3 separate regions of the Sus scrofa genome follow, and regions 2 and 3 are each linked to region 1. Evidence: chromatin contacts called from public Hi-C and HiChIP or PLAC-seq data. All regions are on one chromosome and are shown on one strand. Each heading gives the region's core, a stretch centred on a gene start, on an enhancer-like site or on the middle of the called end of the contact. The rest is flanking DNA. Distances are from core to core; before and after follow the strand shown. Region 1 holds the start of CA11 (carbonic anhydrase 11). Region 2 holds the start of BCAT2 (branched-chain-amino-acid aminotransferase, mitochondrial). Region 3 holds the start of RASIP1 (ras-interacting protein 1).

Region 1 (4,569 bases), core at 905-3,404:
CTCTCTCTTTTTTTATGGCTGACTCACAGTGTATGGAAGTTTCCAGGCCAGGGATTAAATCTCAGCTGGAGCTGTGACTTATGTATGTCTCCACTGCAACAATGCCACATCCTTATCCCACTGTGCTGGGCCAGGATCAAACCTGAAACTCCACAGCAGGTGACTCGAGCCACTGTAGTCAGATTCTTCTTCTGCCTTATTTATTTATTTATTTTTTAGCTGCATCTGCAACATATGAAAGTTCTTGGGCCAGGGATTGAAACTGCACCACAACAGTGACCTGAGCTGCCAGTGACAATGCTGGGTCCCTAACCCGATGAGCCGCAAGGGCACTCCTGCAGACGGATTCTTTTCTTTCTTTCTTTCTTTCTTTCTTTCTTTCTTTCTTTTTTTTTTTTTTTTTTTTTGTCTTTTTGCGGCCACACCTGCGGCATTTGGAAGTTCCCAGGCGAAGGGTCTAATCAGAGATATAGCCACTGGACTACACCACAGTCACAGCAACACGGGATCCGAGCCGCGTCTGCAACCTACACCACAGCTCAGGCAACACTGGATCCTTAACCCATGGAGCGAGGCCAGGGATTGAACCCATGTCCTCATGGATACTAGTCGGGTGCATTAACCACTGAGGCATGACCGGAACTCCTCTGTCTTGAGATCTTTTTCTGTTTCTGCCCCTCCCCACCCACCTTGGGCCTGGCATCTTGCTCTTCCATCTCTAACCTGCAGTGTGCATCTCTCTGCTTCTATCTCTAAGTGTGTGTGTCTGTATCTTTCTCTGCCTCCACCTGTTATCTGTCTCATTCTGTATTTTTTTCCCCCCTGTCATTCTGGGGGTCTCTGTCTCTGTGTATCTTATCAGTTTCTGCATCTCTTGCATTCACTGTATGTCCCAGGTCTCTCTCTCTCTTTCTCTCTCTCTCTTTCCCCCTCTCTCTGGTCTCCCGCGGCTGCCCCCACCTCCCTGCCTGTTTATTTTCTACCCTGCGTCTCCTGCCAAATCTCCCCATCTCAGGCTCCTCTTCCTCCTCAAGCCTCCGCAGCTCCCTGACCTCACCTCTGCTCTCTTGCCTCAGCCTCCCCGGCTCCTCCTCCTGCCTCCTCCCGCTCCCCCACTCTCTCTCCAAGTCTCTGCCTCCCCCTCCTGGTCAGCGGCCCACACCGCACTCCGGTCTCCCAGGGGATCCCCTAGCCGGGTTAAGGGAGCCCCTGGTGGAGGCTTGGGTGATGCATCCGGCGGGGGGCTGCAGGCGCTGTGCAGGCTCGCACCTGGGTCCCTGCGAGCTGGGGGATCCCGGATCCTTCAGGGCCAGTGGCCCTGAGCGTGGAGACACCCGAGGACTCTCCCAGCTCCACCTTAAGGGCCCCCCCCTTCCCCCTTCTGCGGAGGATGGAAACTGCCAGCTCTTGGGCCCCAGGTGTCCGGGCCACCCCCGCCCCCGTGGCCCCAGCGCGGCTGGGAGCTGGGGACGAGTCCCCCCCCCCAACAACCTCTCTATCCTGCCCCTGGGAGTACTCCCTCCACCACCACCCACACACACCAGCCCAGGGAGGGGTGCTCGCTGCTGTGAGAGCCCCCCCCAACAGAAAAATTAAATAACAGCAAGAGAGAGAAGGGGGGGAGGGAGAAGAGCGAGACAGAGAAACAGAAGAGGCAGGAGAGGAGGAGGTGGGGGGAGAGAGAGAGGGGGCAGCGGGAGGCCGAGAGGGAGAGAGTGAGGAGGAGAAGAAGGGGAGAAGGAAGAGGCAGGAGCAGAGGAGGGAGAGAGGGAGGAGGAGGAGGTGAGAGAAGCAGGATGGAGACATGGAGTTAGGAGGCTGGGGAGAGCTTAATGAAAAGAGAGCGAAGAGGGGGGTGTGGGTTAGAAGCCCAGGGGTAACCCGAGGGAAAAGCAGAAGGCAGAGGAGAGGAGTAGGAAGACCGGGAGACAGAGGGAGACTCGAGGGCTTGGGGAGAGAGGCGAGGAAGGAGACACGCCGAGAAGGAGCAGGGGAGTGGGTGGGGTAGGGGGGTCTCAGTCCCCGGCTGCCTCAGAAATTGGGAACTGGGGCTCCCCGTGTGGAGGAGAGGAAGGCTGCAAGTCCTTGGGGGGTCGGGGTTCCACAGAGAAGGGAAGGAGCTGGGGGGTTGGGGGTCAGGGCATTGGGATAGGGGTCGCCCCGAGGCTTCCCCGGGATGGGGGGTGCAGCTCGTCTGAGCGCCCCTCGAGCGCTGGTACTCTGGGCAGTACTGGGGGCGGCAGGTAAGGCCTGGGGGGGTCGGGGCAGGAGCCCCTCAGGGAGGGGTGGGGGTGGGGTGTCCAGGAGAGGGTTTCAAGCCGCTGTCTCCCCAGCTCACATCGGACCCGCACCTGACCCAGAGGACTGGTGGAGCTACAAGGATAATCTCCAGGGAAACTTCGTGCCAGGTGCAGCCAGGGCGGGGACCCAGGCGTCTGGGCAGCCAGGCTTTCCTCCTGAGACCCCGGAGTCCGCTCCTCCCCTGCCCCCCCCCGCCCCCCCCCCCATCCCCAGGACCCAGGAGTCCTAGCCCCTTCCTTCCTCCCTCCGGAGGCCCAGCCTCTGACCCCGGGTGGCTCAGCATGGGACATTATACATGCGCATTTCGAGTCGGGAGTGGGAGTGAGTGGAAGGCAAGGGAGTGTGGGGGTGGAAGAGTGTGTGTGTGCTTGCTGGGAAAGACCAGGTAGGTCCTGGCTCGTACTGAGAACCAGAGGTTCGGGGCCCGGTTCTCCACCTGGTCCAGCCCTCTCTTGCAACTCCTTCTCCCCAGTACATTCATCAACCAGCTGTGGGATAAGGGAGACTGAAGAACTACAACTCCCATGGGCTCTGGGGCAAGCAGGCAGGGGATGGGTAGGCTGGCCACCTCACAGACTGCTGGGAGTTGTAGTTTCTTCCCCAAAGACCATTGATGATAGGTTTGATCAAAGAGAGGCTTGGAGGTGTTGGGGGTAGGGGGGCGGTATAGGAAACTCCTCTAAGAGTCTTCTAGGACCCAGGACTCTGCATTTCAGCCACCTCCTCCCTCAAAGTCAGGAAACCACAGCCTTCCCAGCAGATCCCAGCACTGAGATCTAGTCCCTACTTCTGACTCCCTTTCCTCCCTGCCCCACCTCTGCTCCCAGGGCCTCCCTTCTGGGGCCTGGTGAACGCAGCCTGGAGTCTGTGTGCTGTGGGGAAGCGGCAGAGCCCTGTGGATGTGGAGCTGAAGAGGGTCCTTTACGACCCCTTTCTGCCCCCACTGAGACTCAGCACTGGGGGAGAGAAGGTAAGTGGCCTGTTGGGAGGGGTTACCAAACCCCACTGGGCTTGAGTTGGGGTCGGGGGTGGGGCATGAGCTGGGAGGCTAGCCTGGGGGAAGGAGCCCTACACTGAGCAGAGAGGAGGCGCTGTCCACCCTTAAATGGATCCCTGATTCTTCCCTCTCCAAACATGGCCTCCTAGTCTTTCCATCTCTTGGAAGCAATGGTAAGACAGACCATCTCCCGTGCCAGGCACTGTTTTCGAACCTGATAAATCGTCTCATCTTCACAACTCCATGAAATAGATGCTATTGTTATTCTTATTTTAGGGATGCAGAAACTGAGGCACAGAGAGGTGAAGTCACTTGCCTGAGGTCACACAGCTAGAGAGTGCCAAGGCTGGGATTCAGACCTAGGCAGTGTGGTCCCAGAATCCATGCTCTTCCCTCCACTGCAATACTGTTTCTTATAAGAGCTGGCACCACCCTTCACTCAGTGGCCCCAGCCAAGTCTCCGAGCTCTTCCCCCTCCCATTTCCTCCCTCACTCCCACTTGCTACCGGTGCCCTTTCTAGCCTACCTGCTAAATAGCATTTCACTTCTGGTCTCTCCACTGCCATCATCTTGCACCTGGATTGATGCCATAGAATCCCTGCTGGCCTGCTTCTCTGCCTCCTGCAATCCATTCTCCATCCCACAGCTAGAGAGATGTTTAAAAACACAAACTGGATCATACCACTCTCGGGCTCAAAATCCTTCTATTAGGATAAGTCGTAACAGCAAACACTTATACAGCATTTACCGTGTACCCCGCACTGTGCCAAATGTGTTATATATATATTCAATTATTGAAATAAAAATACAAAGTGCCCCATTGTTGCCCACAAGGCCCTGCACCATCTGGCTCCCATCACCACCCTCTCCTTTGCTCACTGGGCTCTGGTCCCACTGGCTTCTTCTTCTTTTTTTTTTGGCTTTTTGGGGCCGCACTCGCGGCATATGGAGGTTGCCAGGCTAGGGGTCTAATCGGAGCTACAGCTGCCAACCTACAGCACAGCCACAGCAACACCAGATCCAAGCCTCATCCATTACCTACACCACAGCTCACGGCAATGCCGATCCTTAACCCACTGAGCAAGGCCAGGGACGGAACCTACAACCTCATGGTTCCTAGTCGGATTCGTTTCTGCTGCGCCATGATGGGAACACCTCCCACTGGCTTCTAAAATAGGCTACCTCAGGGCCTTTGCACTTGCTGTTCCCTCCTCTGGAATGCCCTTCTCCCTGCTCCTTGCAATGAACTCCTCCTTATCCTTCAGGTCTGT
Region 2 (4,569 bases), core at 1,055-3,554, 120 kb before region 1:
CATCTGGACCCCGCTGTGGGAAGAGCTGGCAGCATCAACACCTGACCCCAAGGCCAAAATCCGAGAGGGCACGCTGGCCCAGGTAGGAGTGGGGGCCCCATCCAGGTGGAATGGGGGTGGCGGTCAGGTGAGGGCCCCTTTTGACCTGCTTTTCCCCTCGTCTCTCCCCAGCCCCTGGGCCGCATGGGCCAGCCTGCTGAGGTGGGGGCTGCTGCTGTGTTCCTGGCCTCCGAAGCCAGCTTCTGCACCGGGATTGAGCTGCTAGTGACTGGGGGCGCGGAGCTGGGCTTTGGGTGCAAGGCGGCGCAGTGCAGCGTCCCCGCAGGGGCGTCTGTGATCCCCTAATCTCCCACATTTCCACCTGGGCCTCCCGGACCAGGGCTCTCCCATCGCAAACTCAGTCTCCCAAATTCCCCTTCCCACCTCTCAGCTGCTGCGCCCCCCCGCCCCCCGCCAGACTTTAAGCCCACTTACCAATGTCCAGACCACCCCACATCTTTCCATAAAAGCACTTTGCAGCCAAGAGGAGGGCATCGTTACATTTATTTTGGCCCCTTAAAACCCTAATCCTCGGAGTTCCCATCATGGCTCAATGGTTAAAGAATCGACTAGGAACCATGAGGTTGTGGGTTCGATCCCTGGCCTTGCTTAGCGGGTTAAGGATCCAGCGTTGCCGTGAGCTGTGGTGTAGGTCGTAGACATGGCTTAGATTCCGCATTGCTGTGGCTCTGGCCTTGGCTGGCAGCTGTAGCTCCGATTAAACCCCTAGCCTAGGAACCTCCATATGCTGCAGGTGTGGCTCTAGAAAAAGGCAAAAAAAAAAACCACCAAAAAACCCTAATCCTTGCCCTCCCCCATTTCCACTGGAGGCCTGGACCCCAGGGATTACGATTTCCAGAAGGCCTTGCGGCAGGAGCAACCCGGGGGCTCCTGGGAAAAGTATTGCCAGCCGGCTGCTACCGAGCAGTAATTAAACAAGCCCGCAGGGGAGAGTAAATCAAACTCTAATTTGGAAATAATGAAGGAGGTAAAGCAAAAAGGCCTCCCTGTTTATTCTTGGCCCTTAGGGGAAAGGAGTTTAGACCTCTCTGCCAGCAGAGTAGGAGGGTGGCCAGCCCCAAAAGTCGAGAAGGAAGAAAAAACCGGGGGTTGAAAATCCGGGGTCCGAGGAAGGAAGAGCTGGTGTCTGGATGCCTGAATTTAGAGGACTGGGAAACTAAAGGGGAGGTAGGAGGAAATTAAGTGGCATGACTCCCCGGCTGGGAGGTACCAAGTTTCCTCGAGGTGGGGGCCCCCAGGCTGGGAGGTGGAGCTGCATCACTGCTGCGGATTGGCCGCGGCGGGGGTGTGTGTGCAGCAATCACCAACTGGCCTGGGCGCGGCACCGCTAAGGCTCCAGCCAAGGTTGAGGGGGGAAGAGGGCTGGGGAGGAGGGAGGGAAGGCGGAGACACTTTGCTGGAGAGCGTTCAGGTTTGACCACCTGGGCCTGTGACTGTTAAGGCTGCGGGACAGAATTTGGGGGCATAGTGTCGCAGGGTAGAATTACGGAGACGCAGTGAACCAGGGACTGAGTTTGAATACACAAGAGGAACAATATTTTGGTGTCAAAGTAACCCCGATGCAGGAGTTGGGGGAACTCCTGGAAGGTTCGGGGGGACACAGTGACCGCGTGGCGTGGCGTAGGGGACACCGATGCGGGTTTGACCAGCTGGCGATTAGAGGGACCCTGCGGGGCTGTAATCGTCTAACTCTGCCTCTGGGGGTCCTGAAGCTGGGGAGACACTCCCGAAGGGGCATAAACCAGGAAATCCTATTCTAAGGGCTGCTCACGGAAGCCCTCTGATGAAGTGGGGGATTGAAATTTTACCACTGATGAAAAGAGGTGGTAGGAGGCAAGGTGAACAGTGTGGGTGTTTCTCTTTAAAAGTTACAAAGAATGCACACGTTATCTTCTCGTTGCAAAGAAAAACCTGTATTCAAATAGAGTATCCAGAGGGAAGCTCCTGCTCCATCCACACCTGCCGCCCTCTTCGGAGTCCCCTCCCTTTTCCCGCGCGTTTTTCCGTACTCTCTGCTCCCACCGATATTTAGAGCGGGGTTTGCTTTTCCCCAAGAATCGTGGTGCGTGAAGATCACTGCTTCCTGCGTTTCCCCTCTCTTATCTCGGGCTGCTGGCCTTTGTTAGCGCCCCGGAACAGTTCTGGATCTATTAAAACGCAGTTTGGAAGCCGTTGCACGCTGGCTCTTGCGCGGGGGCGGGGAGGAGGGTTCCCCCCCGGCCCCCCGCGGGTTCCGGCGCATGCGCTCTGCAGCAGGGCCCAGTTCCCCCTCCAGCGCCCTATAACTGGGAAGGCCTGGGCAGCCTAGGGCGCTGGGCTGGCCGTCATCCCACGCGAGGGGGCGTGAGCGGGGCGGAGCCGGAACGTCTTTCTCGCCCGCCGCACCCGGGCCGGGCACAGATCCCCGCCGCTCGGACCATGGCTGCAGCCGCCTTGAGGCAGGTGGGTTCGCGGCCGGGTGGGAGACCCTGCGGGGAGGCGCACTTCGGGTGGACCCCTCGCCCGTGGCCTCTCCGGCGTGGCACCCGCTCCTCCCGCACTCGGGTTCCGCCGCGGGGCGCCGAGGAGGAGGAGGCCCCGGAGAAAGCAGCACAAGGCCTTCCAGGCGGGGAGGGGGAGAGAGGTCAACGTTGGGAAGGGGACCCAGATGGGAGCCACACGGAGGGGAACGTGGAGGAGGAGCCTATAAGGAGAGAGCCGTGGGGCTGGGGTGGCGGGATGGGTTAGGAGGGAATAGGCAGCCGGTGGGGGAGCCGGGCTAAGACGCCCAGGACCTCGGACCCCTAGGGGTAGAGGTAGGAGGAAGGCATAGGGTTCAGTCTCAGGTCACTCATGGGAATTGGATCCAGCGCCCTGTTTTCTTGGAACTAAAGATAGATGTCTCATGTGTCCCTGAAACCTCTCATCTGGAACTCTCCACCCGGGGGTGGTGGTGGGGGACCGAGGCAGCATCTCCCTGTCAGTGACTGAGATCGTCCAGGCGAGAAGGGGACCCTCCGTTCTTACGGACAGGATGGCAACAAGCAGAGCTTCGGTCCGTGGTTTTAGAAAACAAGGATACAATACTAATAACTTGGTGTGTGTGTGTGGGGGGGGTGTCTTTACAACCCTTGACAGCTGCAGCCTGACGGTGGGAAAAGTGGTTTCTGTTAACTTTGTAGTTGACTTTATCTGGGACTCTTATCCCAGCCTGATGGAGAGCAGGGCAGACTTTTACTTTCTCAGAGTGACTGAGACAGGCTCGGACTGCCACCGAGGCGGGCTAGGCTTTGATGGTGACACTGCTGGGCTGTGGTGGGACAGTTCCGGGCAGCGATGGGGACAGTCTGGGTGATGATGCGGAGAATCTTGGGCTGTCATAGGACAGTCCTGGTTTCTTGTGAGACCTCGGCTATGGTGGGTCAGTTCTGCATGTCATGGGGATCAGTCCTGGGCTTTGACTGGGTCATGTGCGGGTTATGGTCCAGATGGTCCCTTGCTGGGACAAGGACAGCCCTGCTCATGATAGAGACCTTTCCCGGGCTGTAAAATGGGGTCAGTCCCGAAGTGTGAAGGACAGCTAAGCTATGATAGAGACAATCCTTGGCTTTAATGGTGACCTTCCTGGGCCACGTTAGGACAGTCCTGAGCTTTAACAAGAAGGCTCCAGCATGTTGGAGTCCTGCCCTGTGCATATCCACCCCCTCCCCCAGCCATTTCTCTTTTCTTTTCTTTTTTTGTCTTTTTGCCTTTTCTGGGGCCGCTTCTGTGGCATATGGAGATTCCCAGGCTAGGGGTCGAATCGGAGCTGTAGTCACTGGCCTACACCACAGCCACAGCAATGCGGGATCCAAGACACGTCTGCAACCTACACCACAGCTCATGGCAACACCGAACCCTTAACCCACGGAGCAAGGCCAGGGATCGAACCTGCAACCTCATGGTTCCCAGTCGGATTCACCAACCACTGTACCACGACGGGAACTCCACCAACCATTTCTCTTTTCTTAATTCAGCCCCAATCCTTGTACACTCTTTGTCCCCAAAGCCCGTTTACCATCGGAGATCTCCTCTGGGCCCCATCCCCCAGGGTTTGGGGTATCAGGGGGTGGATTATAACCTGCATCCTCATGGATACTAGTCAGGTTCATGACCTCCGAGCTGAGGTGAGACCCTTGCTCCTGGAGGAACAAGGTCGCTTCTTCCAGGGGGCAGGGTCTCTGTGGCCAGTGCAGGCTTATAATCTGAAAACAGTGCCTGGCGCTTTCCTCTCTGCCTTGTGGGTGTGCGGTCTTGCCTCTCCTCCCGGCTTCTCCTGGATATCTCAGTCTCTAAGCCTCCCTGGGACTGTTTCCCTCCAGGTGCTGGCATCGCTCCATCTCTCCCCATCTTTCCTCATTTCCCTCGGTCTCCTTCTTTTGCATTTGTGCTGTCATCGCAAGTCTGGTCTTTGTCTGTTTCTCCCCTTTTCCCTGTTCTCTCTCTCCTGGCTTCTCTTTATCTTGACTTCCATACTTTCTTTTCTTTTCT
Region 3 (4,569 bases), core at 610-3,109, 74 kb before region 1:
CTAGCGCAAGAGGGGTGGAGCCGGAGGAGGGACCGAGTCTAAAGAGGGTGGAGACTGGAGCCAGCCAACTGGAAACAGCGGGGCTGATGTCAAGTGGAAGGGTTGGGAGAGGGCCGAGAACCGCGAAAGAGCATCCCACAGTAACTCCCCATTCCCAGAGCGCAAAGTCAAGGTCCATCAAATGGAAGATATGATCCTGGATTGTGAGCTCAACTGGCATAAAGTCTCTCAAGGCCTGACGGATTACAGCTTTTACAGGGTGAGGTCCTCCAACTCCTGTTAACCCTTGAAGTCCAAGGCCATCAGGCTTGTATGAGCCCCCCGGTCCCTGTACCCACAGGCCTGCACCCACCATGCCCATGACCCATGACCTACCAAGTTTGGCTTCTTCTGCTCCCCTGGGACCCTAGGCCCTGATCAGGACACCTTGGACTCCCACCTCACCACTGAAGCCCCGTGATCTTCTCACCCCTATACTCCCCCAACCCCTGAATTCCCCAGGCCTCTGTGACCCCTTGAGCTTGGGTCTAGGTTTGGAAGAACAACTCTGAGACCTTGATGGCCAAGGGGCAAGAGCCCACCCTGACCAAGACCATGGTGAGTCCGAAGGATGCAGGCACATATCGCTGCGAGCTGGGTACTGTACAATCCACTCCAGCCACCATCATCCATTTTCATGTCACAGGTCAGTGCTGGGTTGTTGAGAGACGTGGGATTCAGATGGTCCCTAGGTTGGGGGGGTCGGGGGGGTGGAACTCCAGCTCCAGGGGCGTGGCCTGCTCCCGGGGCGTGGCCTGTGGGCATAACTTTCTATCGGCCTGTGGTTTCAGGTCCCAAAGGTGTGGCTTCCTGGCCTGAGTGTGGCCTCTGGCCACAGGGCCAGGGCCCCCCCCACTGGGTGTGTTCGGACTTCACGCAACTGGGGGTGTGATTTTTGTCCCGCGGGGCCTGGTCGGGTTGCCATGAGGAGAGCTTGCCTGGGCCTTGGCGGGACCTTGATGCCCCCCCAGGACTGCTGCTTGCCCCTCCTCTCTCAGTATTGCCCAAAAGAATCGTGGAGGAGACACCGTCACCAAACACCGAAACCCAGGATGAGACGGCTCCGGGTGAGGTGACTTTGGATCGTCCCCAGACGTCCGCAACCCTCCAATCACAGTCTCCAGGGCCCGAGAAAGTGCTGAGACACCGCCTGGTAGGGCTGCTCATCGGGGCCATCGTGGTGCTGATAGCCGGCGTCGTGACCGCGTGAGCCGCCCCCTGAAGAAGGCGGGGCCTGGAGTGAGGGGCGGGGTTTCCAAGTCCCTAAGGCAGGAAGGCTCTGAGAGCCCACGATCGCCGAGAGCTGGCCTTCCTCCGGGAGCGGGGCTTACCTAGGAGGGCGAAGCTTGGCTAAATGCTAGAATGAGATCAAGCACCGGGGAGGCTGGGAAGCGGTGTTCCTCACTCAGTTGGGACCTAACCTCTTTCCGCTATTTGCACCCCCGCCAGGATACTTTTCTCTCAGTCTGGGAAAGTGATGAATTTCCTAAAGGCCTCCCCGCTCAGCCCTGGCAAAGGCACTGCTTAGGACTCCGGGTTTCGAAGGAAAAGAGGAAAACATTAGGGAGAAAATAAAGATTAATGTAGCTGTCTAAGTATCTGACGCACTCCTCCGGACGGATTCTAACCTGGTTCCCTTAGAGACGTCTGGGGACTCTCTCCCGACTGAGGGAGGAGGGGCTGGAGACCTGGCCCCCTGGGTCCTGGAAGGGGCCCACTGGCTGCGATGTGATTCCAGAATCAAGGAGTGGGGCAGGGCCAGCCCTCCCCAGATCTCCTCCCCCAGGCCTGGTCCCCTCACAGGACGCCCCCTCCCCGCTCTTCCTGCCGGTTTCCTCTGCCTTTTCCTGTCCCCCACCCAGTGCTGGGAGCTGGGGCCGAGGCAGAGGCTGAACAGGAGCAGCGGGGTCAGGAACCATCCAGGGCAAGAGGAGCCAGGGGCCCCGGGTGCTGCCGGGACCCGAAACAGGGTAAGAGCCTGGGATCCCAGGGTCCAGACCCCTCCTCCTTCAGACCCAGGTGTGGGTCCCCATCCCAGCCACCCGGGGCCCCATTCCTCTCTCCCACCCAGCCCCCTCCTCCCTCTGACTTAGGAGGCCTGGTCCCCCTCCACCCCCACCTCTAGCTCTTCAAGCCTCGTGAGTGGGGGCCTTACCCGCTCTCCCTTAGGGCCATGCTATCTGGTGAGCGGAAGGAGGGCGGAAGCCCCCGCTTCGGGAAGCTCCATCTCCCGGTGGGCCTGTGGATCAATTCTCCCAGGAAGCAGCTGGCCAAGCTGGGGCGGCGCTGGCCCAGCGCTGCCTCTGTCAAGTAGTGCCCACCTCTGCCCGACTCCTGCCCCACCTCACCTGCCTCCGGTCTCGCCCTGTTTGGGACTCGGTCCCTCCACTGGAAAATGCCCGGGACCCCGAAAGGGTTGGCTCCAGTTCCTGTCCTGAAGGGGCAAGTGAGCTGGCAGTAGGGGACAGTTGGCCCCAGTGATACAGGGCCTGATGGGGCCAGTGTGGGTCCTGGAGGTGGGCTTAGGCCGGGTGGACACGGGGACGGGGGACCGGGACACAGAAGGAGCAGCAGCTTGATTCACCTTCCTTCCTCCCGTGCCTGCTCACCTCTTGGAATTTCCTTCTGTGGGACTTGCCTTTATTTATTTATTTATTTATTTATTTATTTATTTTCTCTCTCTCCCCCCCTCCCCCTCTGGCCTCTGTGCCCCCCATTTCTATATACCCCGCATCTCTTGCCCTTCTGTGGGTGTCTGTCCCCCACTCGCTCTGGGACTCTGCTCCCCCATCTGTGTCTTTGCCCCCCTCCTTCGTTCTCTAATCCCCCACCCTGTCTCTGCGTGTCTTCTGGGGTCTCTCTCTCCCCCGTCTCTGCTCCCCGGCGGGCCGCCAGGTCTTCGTCTTCAGACACGGGGAGCCGAAGCAGCGAGCCGTTGCCCCCGCCGCCGCCGCACGTGGAGCTGCGGCGAGTGGGCGCGGTCAAGGCGGCCGGGGGAGCCTCGGGGAGCCGCGCCAAGCGCATCTCTCAGCTCTTTCGGGGCTCGGGGACCGGCACCACGGGGTCCGGCGGCGCGGGAGGTCCCGGGACTCCGGGGGCAGCTCAGCGCTGGGCCAGCGAGAAGAAGCTGCCGGAGTTGGCGGCGGGCGTGGCCCCCGAGCCGCCACTGGCCGCCCGCGCCACGGCGCCCCCGGGGGTCCTCAAGATCTTCGGCGCCGGGCTGGCTTCGGGCGCCAACTACAAGAGCGTCCTGGCCACGGCGCGCTCCACGGCGCGCGAGCTGGTGGCCGAGGCGCTGGAGCGCTACGGGCTGGCCGGCAGCCCCGGCAGCGGCCCCGGCGAGAGCAGCTGCGTGGACGCTTTCGCGCTGTGCGACGCGCTGGGCCGGCCCGGGGCGGGCGCGGTGGGCAGCGGTGAGTGGCGGGCGGAGCACCTGCGAGTGCTGGGCGACTCCGAGCGCCCGCTGCTGGTGCAGGAGCTGTGGCGGGCGCGGCCCGGCTGGGCGCGGCGTTTCGAGCTGCGCGGCCGCGAGGAGGCGCGCCGCCTGGAGCAGGAGCCTTCGGGGCGGCGGACGGCGATGGTGAGTTGGCGGCGCGGACGCTGGAAGGCGGGGCCAGCGGAGAGGGATGGGCGGGGGCTTGGGGGGGCGGGGCCAGAGAAGCTGGTGGGACCGGACGGCGGGCTGGGGGCGGGGCCCGCGAGAGGGGTCTGGGTGGGGCCGATACAGCCCTGGGTCTAGGGGAAGACGAAACTGGGACGGGACTCGGGTCAGCCAGGTGGGCTAGGCCGGAGGTCGTTGCCCTTGGGATAGGTGCAGCGTCGCTGCGCAGGGCCTGCGATACTGGGGCGGGGCCGCGGAATGGAGTAATGGGGAGGAAGAGATACAGGGCGGAGCAGGTGAGTGGTCCTGATGTCGGGAGGCCTGTCAGTAGTAGTAGGTTGAATTGGTTTGTGAGGGGCAGTGCCTTTGTGGATGGAGGCTAGAAGGGGCACGGGCCTGGAAAGTGGGAACATGGGCTGGTAGATCAGAGCCTAAGAATGGGAAGAGTCTCGGAGGAGTGGGTCTTGGAACGAGTGGCCTTAGACTGGGTTGGCTGCAAAGCTTGAGTGGGGGCTTGAGGGTGGTGCATGGGAAATGAAGAGGTATTGGTACTGGCCAAGAATCGGCTACCTGGGGGCCTGGTCTTTGAGAAGGCCTGGGCCGGAATGGGAGCACAGGTGCACTGGTGGTAAAATAGCAAAGGTGAGGCAGAGCCTGGCAGGGGTGGGGCCTGGCTCACAAGGGTGGCGCCTGCTCAGGGAGCCTTCTCACTGCTTTTCTGTTCCTGAGCCTTCCTTTGTGAGACAGAGTGGTGTCGCAGTTACACTCACAGGCTTCGAAGTCAGGGTTGGATTCCAACCCATTCTTTGCCAGTTAAATACAGCCAAATCCTAGGTGATTCAAGGAGATAGTGCAAATAAAGGGTTTTTAGCACAGGGCTTGACACATAGTAATTGTTAAATAAAGAACGGCAGGGAGTTTCCATCCTG

What was found. Hi-C and Micro-C count contacts between places; a contact is called where the count stands out from the background. HiChIP or PLAC-seq counts read pairs in DNA pulled down with a chosen protein or histone mark.
Region 2: a contact with region 1 is called in a Hi-C map of liver, with 5 times the contacts expected there. The contact joins the promoter of BCAT2 here to the promoter of CA11 in region 1. A contact is called at or near these places in 4 of 47 Hi-C or Micro-C datasets (embryonic fibroblasts, fetal liver, heart right ventricle and 1 more).
Region 3: an H3K27ac HiChIP or PLAC-seq map of skeletal muscle shows a contact between it and region 1. The contact joins the promoter of RASIP1 here to the promoter of CA11 in region 1. A contact is called at or near these places in 4 of 5 promoter capture datasets (fetal liver, fetal skeletal muscle and liver), 23 of 47 Hi-C or Micro-C datasets (alveolar macrophages, brain, embryonic fibroblasts and 12 more) and 2 of 2 datasets of contacts at active chromatin or transcription factors (alveolar macrophages and skeletal muscle).

What each region holds. Positions count from the first base shown.
Region 1 is chr6:53,996,229-54,000,797 of Sscrofa11.1, reverse strand. CA11 (carbonic anhydrase 11) reads left to right here and starts at 2,154. Exons shown (of 9, transcript NM_001004038.1): 1 at 2,154-2,243; 2 at 2,334-2,408; 3 at 3,129-3,271. The coding sequence starts at 2,177. It overlaps LOC110261016 (a long non-coding RNA gene), which reads right to left. Exons shown (of 3, transcript XR_002344719.1): 2 at 3,825-3,944.
Region 2 is chr6:54,121,183-54,125,751 of Sscrofa11.1, reverse strand. BCAT2 (branched-chain-amino-acid aminotransferase, mitochondrial) reads left to right here and starts at 2,304. Exons shown (of 10, transcript XM_021094703.1): 1 at 2,304-2,502. The coding sequence starts at 2,479. The region is part of intron 2 of LOC106510565 (a long non-coding RNA gene); the gene reads right to left. HSD17B14 (17-beta-hydroxysteroid dehydrogenase 14) reads left to right here. Exons shown (of 10, transcript XM_021094705.1): 9 at 1-82; 10 at 172-523. The coding sequence ends at 345.
Region 3 is chr6:54,069,705-54,074,273 of Sscrofa11.1, reverse strand. It overlaps RASIP1 (ras-interacting protein 1), which reads left to right and starts at 1,859. Exons shown (of 13, transcript XM_003127281.5): 1 at 1,859-2,009; 2 at 2,209-2,349; 3 at 2,935-3,593; 4 at 3,596-3,619. The coding sequence starts at 2,213. It overlaps IZUMO1 (izumo sperm-egg fusion protein 1), which reads left to right. Exons shown (of 8, transcript XM_021094699.1): 5 at 159-259; 6 at 532-685; 7 at 1,038-1,245; 8 at 1,489-1,667. The coding sequence ends at 1,567.